Regions from separate parts of the Triticum aestivum genome. Here region 2 is linked to region 1. Evidence: chromatin contacts called from public HiCAR-type data. All regions are on one chromosome and are shown on one strand. The core of a region is the stretch at or near the end of the contact, and the rest is flanking DNA. Distances in the headings are between cores, read along the strand shown.

What was found. HiCAR-type assays count read pairs that join an accessible place to other places.
Region 2: a contact with region 1 is called in a HiCAR-type map of leaf, with 4 times the contacts expected there. The contact joins the promoter of LOC123088275 here to the promoter of LOC123088274 in region 1. A contact is called at or near these places in 1 of 5 Hi-C or Micro-C datasets (leaf) and 1 of 1 datasets of contacts at active chromatin or transcription factors (leaf).

What each region holds. Positions count from the first base shown.
Region 1 is chr4A:709,770,154-709,777,963 of IWGSC CS RefSeq v2.1, forward strand. LOC123088274 reads right to left here and starts at 3,219. Exons shown (of 4, transcript XM_044510470.1): 1 at 2,969-3,219; 2 at 1,915-2,059; 3 at 1,504-1,830; 4 at 1-884. The coding sequence starts at 2,058. The coding sequence ends at 240.
Region 2 is chr4A:710,080,706-710,088,515 of IWGSC CS RefSeq v2.1, forward strand. It overlaps LOC123088275 (cyclin-dependent kinase F-4), which reads left to right and starts at 4,280. Exons shown (of 17, transcript XM_044510472.1): 1 at 4,280-4,507; 2 at 5,678-6,074; 3 at 6,167-6,305; 4 at 6,424-6,614; 5 at 6,707-6,785; 6 at 7,030-7,098; 7 at 7,187-7,276; 8 at 7,374-7,512. The coding sequence starts at 6,607.

The DNA.
Region 1 (7,810 bases), core at 1,969-4,468:
TTCAAGGACAACCACAATATAATTGTTTTGTTTCTGGGTAGATATATATCAGCATCAGATGACAGATGCATGGACTGACGTTACACCATGACAGGTTCACAACAGGACATGGTACTATATCACCTTATTCCACTTGCCTCATCCTCAGAAAACATCGCAACAGCTCTGCTTTCTAGGAACAGGCAAGGCAATTACATACACGATAAATAGAAATCGGTACCTGGCCGCTAATTCCGCGGTTAGAAGCACATGCTAGGGGTTGGTGCAGGAGCGCCGGCGTTAGCAGAGCCAGGCATCTTCAGCGCAAGAGGATCCCACACCTTGCCCTCGGCATCGCTGCAGCTGCCGCTCTTGTCTGGATACATGATAGTGACTGTGGTGGCGGGGCTGGTGGTGCCCTTTGCAGCCAGAGTCTTCAGGCGGATGCGCTCAGCCCTCGACCCGATGGTCTGCCCGAGGATGGAGGCTGCTATGGTGAACACCATCGCGGTCCTGGGCATGTTGACGGACTTCCTCAGCATCGCAATGAACGGAACGGCGGCATGGACTGCTGCAAACCACTGGGGGGAGAATTTCTTGGTGTGCTCGCGCCACACCCCTAGAGGGACGTTTGCTGCCATCCCGAGCATTGCGATGGCTACCATCTTTGCAGGCAGGGGCTGGGGACGGAGAGACTTCACGAGGGTTGTGCGTGCAAGGGCTGCTCGTGCAGCAACAATTGCAGGCGGACACTTCAGCTTCATACCAGCTGGTGGCTGTAGTGCCTTGGCGACAAGGGGCAGAACACCACTCATTGCCCGGTAAGACCGAGCGAGTGGGCACTGTCCATTTTCTAGCCATTCATCACTCATTGCCTCGTGGGACGGTGGGTTGCCTCCTTTTTGCTGAAAAGAATACAGAGGGGAACATGAGCAAACTATTGAATATATGAAAATCTTGGTTACACAGCAGTGCATTTCTAATCAACACAAGCACTTAACTATTGAAAGAAGCTAAACATGGAAAAGAAATCAAAGACTAATAGCTTCAAAGAAAAGAAAATTGACACAGTCGTTAGAAAAAAATAATCATGAACTTGGAACTTGGCAGACAATAATGCATAGTAAGTCGCAGTTCGCACGGAATCACAGTTTAGATGGAAGTGGAAGTAAGGGAGCACAAAGGATAACATATGCAGAGCCTAACAAACATTACATATCGAGTCTTGCGTTATGGAGAATACCAAATGAGAGGTATTTTTTCCTTTGCTTATACAATATTAATACTCTCAGAATGTTGCTAATGTAGTGAAAACTTAACCAATCAGAACTTGGTTTTTATGCTGTACTAAAAGCTCCTTGCTATTTCTAAATCAACTAATAACTTTTACATTTCTCTTACAGTTACAGTAAAGCTGTGTGTCATGTGGCTCATGGTTCCTTATTTGCAGGGCAGTTAGACAGGAAGAAATCACTCAGATTTTGCAAATAAAGAGGGAGAATGAGAAGGGAACTGGGGCATTACTTTCATGGAATTCTGATCTGGCTTGTTAGGCTTCTTCTGTGACTGGTCTAGATTGTTGGGCTTCTTGTTCTGCTTTTTGCCCTTGCCATTAAAGAAGTTAAACCCAAATGGTCCAAATGCTGATAGGCTTATGGTAGCGGCTCTAGCAGCCAATGGATTAAAGGGAAGGGCAGGTTCGGGCTTGACATCAGTGCTCTCACTGTGGTACTCATCAGGCACATATGATCTTCCTGAAAGGGGAACTATCCCATCCTGTCCATGGAAAAGCTTGAATGCCGACTCAAAGCCTGGTCCATCCTCAAAGATGGGGCCCTTGCCTCCTCGAGCCTGCAGAACAACACATGTTGTCAAGGAAAATTGCACAACCTTTGGTCACTGTAATCACAAAACAACAAAAGAGGCAGATCTTACAGCCACAGGCAAAGCAGAAGAAAATGAAAAGGTTGTAGCTCCATTGATGTTCCTCAGGAATGGGCATTTCTCAACACCCGGATGGCCAGAGAAGTTCTCCGATGATGCTGAGTCACAGAACAGGCTGCTGAAGAGCATTTCCATCCTGGGAGAAGCCATATAAAATAAACATTAACCACAGAACAGAAATGTGATCGATCCAGGATGAGGCTCAGGAGACCGAATGGATGCATCATATAATGTACTATTATCAATGACCAAGATGAGGCAGGACGGTCTATTATCAATGGTTCACTCCAGTCTTCCAAGTACCAGAGTATGCGTTAACATACAAGGCTGGTCGCTATCGTTGTTGTGTGCTTTAGGTATGATTCATGCCAGACAGCAATGACCGATTATTATCAGTTTCTCACTATGCACAGAGTTTGCTAGTATTTCAGTGGCTACTCAATCCTGCACGAGAGTTGCATACAAGACCATAAGCCAATACATTTGTCACATTCTTCTCGAAAAACATCTACAGCACGAAATATATCAGAATGTCCATTGCTCCCCGTTTCACTGCCAGCACGGATATCTGCGCTGAGCATGAGCTGGGAGTCCCAGACCAGGCATGAAAACATCGTGCAGCAATCATGCAGCACCCCGAGATCCCAGATCGAATGTGACAAAACACTCAGCAACCACGACCGGCCGTCGGGAGATCTGCGCAACCACCGGAACAACCACATGCCTTCCTTGATACCCACCCCACCCCGCCCCTGCCAGCAACTGGTCGGGGGGAAGCGGATTCTTCCTGAATCCGCCTGGACCGCGGGCGCCTAATCGAATTGGATCCGAGGGCACGGGAGCCCAGATCCGCGCCTGCCCCAGGCATGCGGAACTGAGCGCCCTGCGCCCGCGATCCCCGTCCGCCGCGCCGACGGGCGGATCGCCGCCAGATCCCGCCCAAATCCTAACGCGTCGAGCGACGGGGCTACGCCGGCGTACGGCACCGGGAGCTACTCGAGGAGAGGGCTGCCGGAAGGGAGGCGGCGGCGGTGGGTGGGCTTACCTCGCCGAGTCGCCGGAGAGCTGCTCGCCTGCGTGCTTGTCTCCGTCCGTGCGGTGGGGGAGAGAGAGGGAGAGGAGTCGTGTGGTGGGCACAGCGCGGTGATGGGGAGAGGAGGGGAAGCGCGGCCGGCACGCGACAAGGCGACGCGGACTTCCGGGAGGAACTCCTGGGTGGACCGGGCCTGGGTCGGGCTGGGCCTCCGCCTCTCCTGGGGAAGAACTGGGCCGGGCCTGGGCTGCCGGAGAGGCTACGGTTCTTCTTCCCCAGAGGGGCCTATTTGCGAAGACCCGGCTGTCTCGTGGGTCAAACGGCACATCTTTGTTTTTCCTTTGTCTCAAATACAAACACCTTTTTTTTTCTTTGCTAATGCTCTCTCCGTTCCTAAATATAACTCTTTTTAGCTATTCCTTGTACTCCCTCCATCCGGGAAACACTTGTCCAATGAATGGATATATCTAGATGTATTTTAGTTCTAAATACATTCATTTGTATCCATTTTTACTACAAGTATTTCCGGATGGAAGGAGTATTAATGAACAGAGGGAGGGAGTAATAAATAAAGTAGACTCATGTGCTAGCTAATTAGGATTACTGTGAGAAGACTTCGCTTGTGTGGACGGATGAGCCTCCAAGCCATCATCTTGGTCGATAAGCTCGTGGACAATGCAATGTTGTTTCTAAGTTAATATAATAAAGTTAAATTCAAAAAAAAACTAGGCATGATGGCCTTTGCAAAAAAAGGAAATGATAAAGTATATGCCACTTGTCTCTTGTGTTGCCCACGATGATGATGGCTGGTACGAGTATGGGTCTCACCGCTCTCGAAGGTTTGCTTGCTCGGTGGCCACACCATGTCCCCGTAACCATCCCTATCGGCCCTCTATGTCCTGTCGTTCATCATCGGGCCAATTCGAGTCAATGTCGGTTTTTCACTCTCCCACATTGCCATGACGTCCGCTTATAGTGCCAACTCCAACGCTAGACCCGAAACGGACATCCCTTTTTGTCCGTTTGAAATGTGATTGTGGCAACGTCCGGGGGGCTGACAGATGCTGGAGCATCTGCGCCCAACGCGCAGAGGTGAAAGGACCCCAAACGGACGCGCCACGCCCCGTCCCAAGCTCCTCCAGTTCGTTGTTGTCCCGCCTCGGCTCGCTATTTTCTTCCTCGCGTTCGCCGGAACCGTCTCTGCACCGCGCTATGCCCGCACAGCAACAGCTTGCCGCCGTCCCGCCCCAGCATGGCTCGGCTCGCTGCTCTCCTCCTCACGTTCGACGGCGTCGTCTCCGCGCCGCGCTGTGCACCCGCGCAGCAGCAGCTCAGTGCCGCCCCGCCCCGCCATGGCTCGGCTCGCCCTCTCCTCCTCGCGTTCACCGATGTCGTCTCCACAACCGCGTTGTGCCCGCGCGCTTGCTTAGCAGTAGCTCACCGCCCCGCCATGGCTCGGCTCGCTGCTCTCCTCCTCGCGTTTGTCGGCGCTGTCTCCGCCACCGCATGTGCATGGGCGCGGCTAGCTAGCACGCATGTGCACGCAAGGATGCGGCTAGCAGCTAGCTAGCTGTCTAGCACGCGGTTGCGGCTACGCGCGGCACACGGCGGCCAGCTGAACCAACATCCGACGCAGTCCCGCCCAGCTCCGGACAACATCCGATGCGGTCCCAACTAGTACCCGACCTGAATCTGATGGGGCGACGGAGCCGCGCGCCGCTGGAGTAGCAGCCGTTGGAGCAGCAGCTGGAGCGCTCATGTCTTGCCGTGCGTCGCCGTTGGAGCAGCAGCCGGAACGCCCCTTCTCGCCGCGCGCCGTCGTTAGAGCACCGACCGGAGCGCCCCTGTCTCACAGTGTGCCGCACGCCGCCGTTGGAGCCGTCGTTGAAGCACCAGTACCCGGCTGCGGGGCGTGTTGCTGCGGCGGCAGCGAGCAGCGGGGTGATACGTCTCCAACGTATCTATACTTTTTTATTATTCTAAGTTATTATATTATCTGTTTTGTATGTTTTATATGCATCAATATACAATTTTAAATTATTTTTGGGACAAAGCTATTAACCTAGAGCCCAATGCCAGCTTCTGTTTTTTCCTTGTTTTGAGTTCTACAAAAAAAAATATCAAACGAAGTCCAACCGGAATAAAACTTTCGCGATGATACTTCTTGGACCAGAAGACACCCGTAGGACTTAGAGATGAAGTGAGAGGAGTCCCGAGGCGGCCACAAGCCTCAGGGGCGCGCCCTATGGGGGGGCGCCCAGAGGGCTTGTGGGCCCCTCGGAGCTCCTCCAACCCTAATTCTTGGCCTCTAAATTCATAAATATTCCCAAATGACCAGAAGCGTCCATCAAAATACTTTTATGCCGCCGTAACCTGATGTACCCATGAGATCCCATCTAGGGGCCTTTTTCGGCATCCCGCTGGAGGGGGATTCGATCGTGGATGACTTCTACATCAACTCTATTGCCCTTCCGATGAAGCGTGAGTAGTTTACCTCAAACCTACGGGTCCATAGCTAGTAGCTAGATGGCTTCTCTCTCTTTGAGCTTCAATACAATGTTCTCCTTGATGTTCTTGGAGATCTATCCGATGTATATTCTTTTGCGGTGTGTTTGTCAAGATCCCATGAATTGTAATTTGTGATCAGATTATCTATGAATATTGTTTGAATCTTCTCTGAATTCTTATATGCATAATTTGATGTCTTTGTATTTCTCTTCGTATTATCGGGTTGGTTTGACCAACTAGATTGGTTCTTCTTGCAATGGGAGAGGTGCTTAGTTTTGGGTTCAATCTTGCGGTGTCCTCACCCAGTGACATAGTAGGGGTAGCGAGACACTTATTGTATTCTTGCCATCGAGGGTACAAAGATGGGGTTTTCATCATATTGCTTGAGTTTATCCCTCTACATCATGTCATCTTACTTAAGGTGTTACCCCGTTCTTATGAACTTAATACTCTAGATGCATGCTGGATAGCGGTCGATGTGTGGAGTAATAGTAGTAGATGCAGAATCATTTCGGTCTACTTGACATGGACGTGATGCCTATATTCATAATAATTGCCTTGGATATCGTCATAACTTTGCGGTTTTCTATCAATTGCTCGACAGTAATTTGTTCACACACCTTATGTTTTCTTTCAAGAGAGAAGCCTCTAGTGAAACCTATGGCCCTGGTGTCTATTTCCCATCATATATTTTCAGATCTATAAACCAAAAAACCCAAAAATACCTTGCTGCAATTTATTTGTTTTTATTTTATTTTACGTTTTAGTAATCTTTTATATCTATCTCTATCAGATCTCATCCTTGCAAGTGACAGTGAAGGGATTGACAGCCCCTTTATCACGTTGGGTGCAAGTGTTTGATTGTTTGTGTAGGTGTATAGATTGGATACTTGCTTGTACCTCCTACTGGATTGATACCTAGGTTCTCAAACTGAGGGAAATACTTATCTCTACTTTGCTGCATAACCCTTTCCTCTTCAAAGGAAAAACCAACACAAGCTCAAGAAGTAGCTGGAAGAATTTCTGGCACCGTTGCCGGGGAGGTTCTACATCAATCCTGCCAAGTACCCACCATAAACTCTCACATCTTGCATTACATTATTCACCATTTGCCTCTCGTTTTCCTCTCCCCCACTTCTAAAATGATTTTTAGAAAAACATAAAACGATTTGCCTTTTTATTCGCCCTTTTTCCGTTCATCTTTTTGGTTGCTCGTTTGCTAGATTGATTTGTTGCCACCATGTCCGAATCTGGGGAGGTTATCGTTGAAAATTTTGAGAATATTGCTTTAAGCCTCACAAGAAATAAATCACTAATTATTCTAGAGACAATAGCCAAAATGCCACTATAAAAAACCGGACTTGCCACTATGAAAAACTAACTTGCCAATATAGCACTGGCTTCTCATTTTTTTTTGTCAAAATAGCACTTCCGTTAGTTGTCAACCTTTTTCCGTTAGTCAAACCATTAGCACCCTGTCAGTTTTTTAATTATTCCAAAATTACCCCCATAAGACGTAACCCTATCCACCCACGCTCTCTTCCTCTCTAGCCCACCTGGACGCAACACCCTTCCATGGCGACGCAAGGAAGCAGCCCCCGCCAGTGCCTCACTTTCGCTTCCCTCTCCGTCTAAACCTCTCTTGCATCCATCCCCCAGTCCCCACCGCCACCCACTCCGTCGCCCGAGACCGTGGCTGGGCAGCCCGACGCCCATCGATCACTCTGTGCATTTTGAAACCGAACCGAAAAACTGAACCAAAAAATACCGAACCGAGCCGATATTTTGGTTTATATGGTTTTTGGTTTTTGGTATGGTATAGGATTTTAAAACCATTTGAAGGTTGGTTTTTTGGTATAAAACTGAAATTTTTTAGTTTTTACCGAATAAACCGAATATAGTTGGCCCATTTGCATTTTAGGCTTTCAGCCCAACGCCACAGTCCGCCAGGGCCCAGGTGCCACCACGGCAGGCCGGCAGGCCCCAACCCCGCACGGCCACAAGCCGACACCCCACGACCTAACCTACCCTGTCGCCACTCATTCCAGTCCCTCCCCGAGTCCCCAACCTTCTGACCTAGAGTGTGTGGCGGCGACCGGCGATGGCTGTTCTCGCCAAACCCTGGCGCTCGAGCAGCGGGCACCACGGCCGGCGGTGCGCTCGGCGCTGCTACGAGCTCCACTCCGACGCCACCACTTCGCCCCCCTCCACTTCCAGCGGCCAGCGGCGGCGCGAGCAGCACATCTTCTCCGACGCCACGCCTTCTCGCCTTCGTCCCTGCCTCCGGTACCCTCGCCAGCTCTCCCCAGCACCGCTCCTCCCTCCTATGCGATTCTATAGTTCGGC
Region 2 (7,810 bases), core at 3,030-5,529, 310 kb after region 1:
CATCTCAGGAATCATTGAGGAAATAAGACGTCTCATAATAAGGAAGGAAAGAGTCATTGACAGAATAAGGAAAGAAAGAAAGATCGAGAGAATAAGGAAAAGAAGAGGGATTTCAGATGTGATTAGAAAAACAAAGAAGGAAAGAGGAAGGATATAGAAGGAAAGAGGGAATTAAATAATAACGCAACCCTGCGTCCGCCATGACTTTTTAAAAAAAAGAGGAATACCCGCGGCCTGCATCTGGACAATACATACGATCATTTTATTAATTATTAACACAAGACCTTACAAAGTCATACAACAGTAAGATCAAAGGCACCATCTAAGCAACATCTGTCGCTACTCCTATCCAGTTGATGAAGGGGCACTGATAGTCTGGGCCTAATACCAAACAGACCTCGCAGCCAAACCTAACATCTAAGACCCCGAGGTCCCAACCAGGACGCCTGCCGGGTATGGGCACCCACCAGTCCGGCGTGTTCCTCAATCAGGACGCCTGCCGGGTATGGGGCCACCGCAGCCACCTGCCACCAATCCATCTTCAGAGTTGTACTGTTGCATCGACCTTGCCCGGTCTAGCTGCCACCGACGCCACCACGATGCCAGACAGCGTCGACCTCCCGCGCGTGTCCATCACCACACATCTTACGCCAAGCCTCCGCTACTCCTTGCCGCCCAGAACCGCCGCCATGAATATATAGAAACAAACACCGCTCTACCAAAGAAGCCATCCGCTGGTCCCCTGAGCCCGAGTGCATCTCCAAGAATGCTTGCATGTACGTCACAACTCAATTATGAGCCAGGAATATATATAAAACATGTGTATACTTTTTTTATGGAAACTTAGATCGTGGCCGGTCAAGATTTTGAGTGATTCAAAAAAAATTAATAGGATGTACTAACGCGCGGCTTACACAGCATCACCCATGGCGGACATGACAGTAGCATGCAATCGGATCATCATCACATGTGCGGCCGGTCTCCCAGATCAGACGGTGTGGCGCCCATCGCATTGGAAGGCATGAGCAGACATGCCCGTGCATAAAGAATACAAGTTGATTTATATATGTATTTCCAAATAATAAAAAAGAAATTAAAGTAGTACATATATTTGATTTCTGTAAAATTAGCTTATAGGGCTTAAACATAAAAATTTAACCAGTAAAACAGGACATAAGATTAAAGTTAAAGTAAAGTATAATCAAATTCCAATCAAAGTAGACTATACTTTCTTTAAGAACAATAAGATATTCGACAAGAAAATTTAGTATCAATAGTTACTTCTCCTCGTATACCGAGAGACAATTTTTAATTATGCTCCAAAAATATCATAATTTTCCTACTTTGTCTGAGGCTTATTCAGTTAATTAGCCGCTGAATTTCTTCTTTGTGTCTAAATTTGTTGAACCGATTCATTTTTAACTGAATTGGTAGGTGTTTTTTTAGCTGCACATGCCACGGTTGAACTACTACTTTATATCAAAACTGTTGATGTGAAGAACTAAGATATGATGTTGTAATACTAATATTTGACGTATCGAAATTGTTTAATTCAAGAGAAAAATATTATGTATAACACACGCAAAAGAAACTATGTCTAAATCACAATAAAAAAGTCATAATTTTTTGGGGTCATATGCTATATATTCCCGAGAATAAAATAAATCGTTACTCTTATTTTTCCGCTTGACTCAGAAGCACTCGTCACCAAAGTACAAGCTGTCGAACCCGAAGTCCCTGCTATGTGCGACACAAACTCTGCACTTTTCTTTATTATATTATAAAAAGATAGAGGATCTTTGTACAACGCTTTTAATATTATATTGTTTCTCATGTAACAGCGTGGAGGATTTCGAGGAGCTTGTTGATGTCGTAATATCTGGCGATGTGAGCCATTGCATTAGTGAAGTGAGGGTTTTTTGTCTCCCATTGTAACACACGGGCATTTGTGCAATAAAACTATTAAAAAATTATTACCTATGTAGTACTACTTTAATTAGGCCCTCCAAGGAATGGATTGCGGCGGTGCTTAGGCCCTGTTTGGTTCATAAGTCCTAGGACTTTTTTAAGTCCCTAAATCAATAAGTCCCCGGAAACGAACACCCTCTTATTTCATAAGTCTCAAATGCCCACTTTAAATCCCTATAAGTCCCTCCCTGTTTGGTTTAGATGGGACAAACAACGTGCCCCACCTCGTGTTAACTGCCATAGTAAAGTACAGTACTTAGTATAATAACAATGGAAATCATTTGCAGATACGAGAAGCTATAAACAAGAGGAAACGCGCGGCAGTGACGCGGCCCTGACTGTAAAGCGTGATCCGAACTAATCATGCGGGCCAACCCCAACCAACACAGGCCATTCAAACCGGCAGGCAGAACACTCGTTGCCGCGGTGGCGTGCAGCCAGACCAGCAACCTCATGGCCTTACCAAAACATACCAAACAATACCAAACCAACTATGCATCCATGCACTGCCACTAATAATACCTTCGCAACCTAATTAAACCGGCCAGGATAACACTAATTTCCCCCGCCTCCATCTACAAACAATCGCGGCACGACGGCACCATCTAAATATTTTATCAGGAAATCGAACAAATTTGATTATTCGTCAAATCGTTCACACTTTTTAACAATAATTGATCCACATTGTCAAGGCACGAGCCGATCGACGACAGATGGGCGCACGCAAGCATGAACGAATGAACGAATGGTGCAAGTTTTTCTTGGCACAAAAATATCCTCTGCGCAAGTGGGCGCATGCATATATGCGTGTTGTTGTCCTGGAATTAAGATCGGATCAAAGCTGTAATCTCATTCCTAATCTCGCGGTCAAACGGCTTAAACAAGGCAAGGTGGGCATGGACCATTCGCCATTATTGAATCTCTCCAACGGTGTTGTGCGTGGTGGGATAATGACATGTTTTCTTCTTCTTCTTCTTTTTGGCGAATGGACAATGACATGTTTTCTTCTATATACTGTAGTGCTATATTATTTTGCGTGCATCTTTCTTCTCCTTTTCTCATTTGGACACAGAGATATTTATGGAGAGAGAGAGAGAGAGAGAGAGAGAGAGAGGAAAAACTGGGTGCGTGGAGATGGAAAATCCACTAGTCTCAGCAGCTCTTGTAGAGTTTTGATTTTGGTTAATTGTTTTTCTACTCTTGCATGGTTCGAAAGAAAAAAGTGTGAGGTTTCTTTATGCATTTCTTTACTCAGTTATGGTTAAATTTGTACGGAAAATAATAATTCATTTATACACAACATAAACTCAAAATTTCCATCCACTCAAATTCATTGGACGTGCAAACACGATCCAAAAAACAGTGAAGTGGGAATCCAACTGCAGGTTTGAGGGAGGCTACGCATCCTCCTGTGTTTTCTCACCCAGAGGTTATACTACACTCTGCTCTTAAGTGAGAGGCGTCATTCTAATTAATAAAAGGGTTGATAACGGGACAAATAATTATACGACCTTTCTTCATATTCAAACCATGGAGTATCTTTTTGAAAATTTTCATCGTAAAAAGAATTCTTAGAAAATCGGAGGGCGGAAATCCTACTTCATAGATGAGGTTTGTTTGATTTGTAGGTTTAATACAATAATAAAGTCACGGTGATTCTCCACGACAACTACTCCATTTCCACTATATAAAAACTCACAGTTTTCATCCACTCGAATTCCTTGGACGGTGCAAACACAATCCTAAAGACCATAATTTTTTTGCAAATCTGGCTTCTTTTCCCCCCTTTATATCTTGTTCGTTTTTGGAATCATACTCCCTCCGTCCAGAAATACTTGTCAACAAAATGAATAGAAGGAGACGTATGTAGATGTATTTTAGTTCTAGATACATCCCTTTTTGTCCATTTTGATGACAAGTATTTTCGGACGAAGGGAGTACGAATGAAGTAGGCCCTTGCCGTTTCTCAAAGGCAAGGATATGCAGGATCTAGGTAAATCTAAACCTGCCTTATTTAGTTAACCTAACTAGAAAGTTACTGTCATGGTAGTCGGCGGGCGTTCGTCGCCACTTGACAATAAACAAACAACGGAGCTTTCCTTCCTGGAAACCCCAGAGCAGAAAAATATCGCTGGCGGGCACGTGGAAGGGGAGACCATCCGTTCATCCACCTCACGCGTAGGCGTCGCCGAGGCGGACCCGTCCTCCTCGTCGTGGGCCGAAAGGAACCGCGGGGAGCCCCGTTCTGCGAAACCCATGTTCCTCAGGGGTCAATATACAAAAGGGCGGCCGCCACGTCGGACCCACCGACGGACGGGATAAATAACGAGAGGAAGAGGGACACGCCGAGACGGAAGCAGACAGAGAGAGAGAGAGGCAGAGGCAGAGGCAGAGGAGAAAAATCAATCCACCACCGAGCAGAGAAGACCTCCGCCGGCGCTGCCGCGGTGTTGACCCCTCCCCCCACGCTGGATCCCCCCACGGCGGCGGGCGCGTCCTTCGGCGGCGGCGGCGCGTTGTTATGCCGAGAGGCGCCCAGGTACTTGCCGTCCCGCCACGCCACGCGGTTCTCTCCGCTCCGCTCTGCTACGTCATGTTCCCGTCCCCGCGCGATCCCGGAATCCGATTCCGGCGCGGCGGCTCGGTAGGATCGGCGCGGGAGGGGTTTGGGCGACTGTTTGAGTGTATAATTCGGGTTTGGCCGGTGGGATTCGCGCGGCTGCGGCTCGGTCGCGGCGGCGCGGGGGTCTGAGATCCGGGGGGGAGGGTTTGGTCCGATCGGCGCGCGATTCGCCGGGCTGGGTCGCCGCCGTTGTTGGTAAAACCGGGGAGGGCTTGGCGGGTGGAATCGGTGCGTGCCTGGCCGGTGAATTATGCGCTCGGCGGTGCTGGTGTTCACCACTAGTTTCCTAGATTTAGGCGAATTCGGCTACGTGTTCTGGTCTGGGCGCTATATATTTGATCCATATATATGATTCTATTATACTGTAGCAGTGGGTGGTGGCACGGGCATAGTTTCGTCCGGCTCATCTGCTTTGATGAATCCTGCAGCGATTCAGCTGTGCATCGTGCTGTTTTCCTTGCGCGGATTTGTAGGTACTGATGGATGATGCAAGCACGGGTCGATGTTGGTGGGGTTCGCACGGCTGTGGCTCTGTCGGCGCTAGCGCGGTCTAGGATATGGGTAGGGGGTTTGGTCAGATCGACGCGAGATTCGCTGGTTTTGGCTGCTGGTGTTGCTGGTAGAATCCGGGGGAGTTTGGCAGGGGGGATCACAGCCTGTGTCTGGTCAGTGAATTGTGCGGGGAATTCGTTCGGTGGTGTTAAGTTGCCATCACAGTTGGCATTACTTGCGTGAATTTGAAGGTAGGAAGAAGGAATGGATGACGGGAACACATGGTTGTTGTGCTGGTTACGTGTTTTGGTTACTTTGTTATATCCTGACTCGTCGCATGATGTTCTGATCATGCTTATGCTGTTAGTATAATGAGTCACCATAATTAGCGGAAGGTTTGATTAGACCAAACTGTGAGTTTTCTTTTGGAGAAACACTATTATTATGGGGCTGTTGCTTTGAAGAAACGGGGTTTACCATGGCAGCATTCCATTGTCGTCTGCTAAGTTTGGCTCTGATGTATTGGGCTACCACCTCGTGTCACACGCTTTCAGCTATAGGTCTGTTGCTTACGAACAACTTTTGTATTTGCAGGTTTCAACACCATTCGCCTCTGGGTTTCTAGCATTCTCAGAAAGGATATGGAGCGCACCCTCTATGCAAGTTCCCCTGTATCCCACGTCTCGCTGCTTGAGCAAGTTCTTGGCTGGAGATTTTGTCTTTACGGAGACTTCCTTGTCATCTCCTTCGTCAATTGCACCTGAAGAACACACCTGGCTTAGCGACTACCGTGCCTGGTCCCATGCTACTGGACATTAGGGCCGACTAGTGATTGCGGTGCACATCTATTCGAGCATGGTGCGTCTCTTCTCTGGCAACATTTTCGTAATTTTTGCCGTGGCACTGGTCAGCCAGCAAAAGTTACCATCAGAACTTCTTTGGACACTTGGGATCTAACCCGTAGATCCTCCTTGTCGGTTACAAGCTCTAGGTATGCTCTTATCCGAGAAGCCAGTAGCACAATAATTTTCATGGCACTTTTCTGTTTTTATTGTCACTGTCTCATGTATCTCTCGCTCTCAGCAGGTTCTGGTTTTCTTTGCTTCTGTCAGCTCTCTTCTCCTCTATCACTGCGAGTTTTCAGTTTGTACGGCTTGATCTTTGGTGTGTATAGTGTGCACTGTTCTTCATCAGGCTTCACTTCTGATGGCGTAACGTGAGGGTATGCTTGAAAGTTTTGAATTTAAGCAGGACAATGCATGACTCAGCCATGAAGCATAATTAGGAATGTGAACATTAGCATTTCTTCCAACGATCTAATCCACCCTGTTTAATTTCAGGGCAAAGGTGTTCCAAGTTTATTTGTCACAAAGTATGGGTATTGCTTACAGACGTTTGAAAAAAGCCTGCAGTGACTTTGGTGATCTACTCTCCAAAGACATTCCGGCAATACGCGTATGAGTCTTGTTTGTGTTTATAGGACTGTTCAAAAATAAGGACAGCTTTGCATTCTAGCTAATAAAATGGAGAGGTGAGTTGACTCTTTCCCTCTTTTGCCAGATGACAATGAGCTTCCAACACTGTACATACTTGCTAACTTTTTTTCTTATATTTGCGATACAGGTATAACATTATTACGGAAGTGGGTGATGGTACGTTTGGTAGTGTTTGGCGTGCAATCAATAAAGAAAGTGGGGAAGTGGTATGTCACTACTTGCCCAATATTTGCATGTTATGCATTACTTTTTGCATTGTTGTGCTGGAGGTTAGCAAGCCTGGGGCTGTTTATTATATTTCTACTAAATAATGTGAAACACTTCCTTTTCAGTTTGCATTGTTACACTCTGATATATCTTCACGACTAGCAGATATTCTTATGTTGCCACTGCAATACCTGGATTTTCTTTCACCTTGTTGACATATATGCATATGCCTGTTCTTCACAGGTCGCAATCAAGAAAATGAAGAAAAAATATTTTTCTTGGGAGGAGTGCATCAATCTCCGTGAAGTGAAGGTATGTGATGTTACATAACATGTAGCCATATTGCATCATGGCTTCCTTCACTTCATTTGATTAAATGTATATGTTTCAACTTCAACAGTCCCTCCGAAGGATGAACCATCCAAACATTGTGAAGCTCAAGGAGGTCATAAGAGAGAATGACATGTTGTTCTTTGTTTTTGAATACATGGTACAGACTATTGATATTTTGTTTTGAGGTTTTTGTTTTGTTTTTATAATCAGTATAAGTTGACTAATGTTTTATGTGCTCTACGTGGGGTTGTTAGGAATGCAATCTCTATCAGCTGATGAAGAGCAAGGGCAAGCCTTTTTCGGAGACTGAGATCCGGAACTGGTGCTTTCAAGTATTTCAAGCTCTTAGTCACATGCATCAACGTGGATACTTTCATCGTGACCTTAAGCCTGGTATGGCATACTCCCTGGACTCTGGAGTTGTTAATAATGTTTATTGTAATTGTGGGTCTATGTTTATTTATGTGGTCTAGTGTTAGAGCCTAGACCGATACTTGAAGAAGTGTATAAAAGAGCGTTACCAGTATCCATCCCTCGTGTTGTGTGTGGTTAAAAAAGAACAGTTTGAGAACATCTTTTGTTTTTCATCTTTCCACCTATGCTCCTTGTCAGAAGCTGTGGTTTCATGCAATTTTTAGTTTGAACAACTCAAGAAATCAAGTCTAGTAGCTGTGGATGGTAACCATCCAGT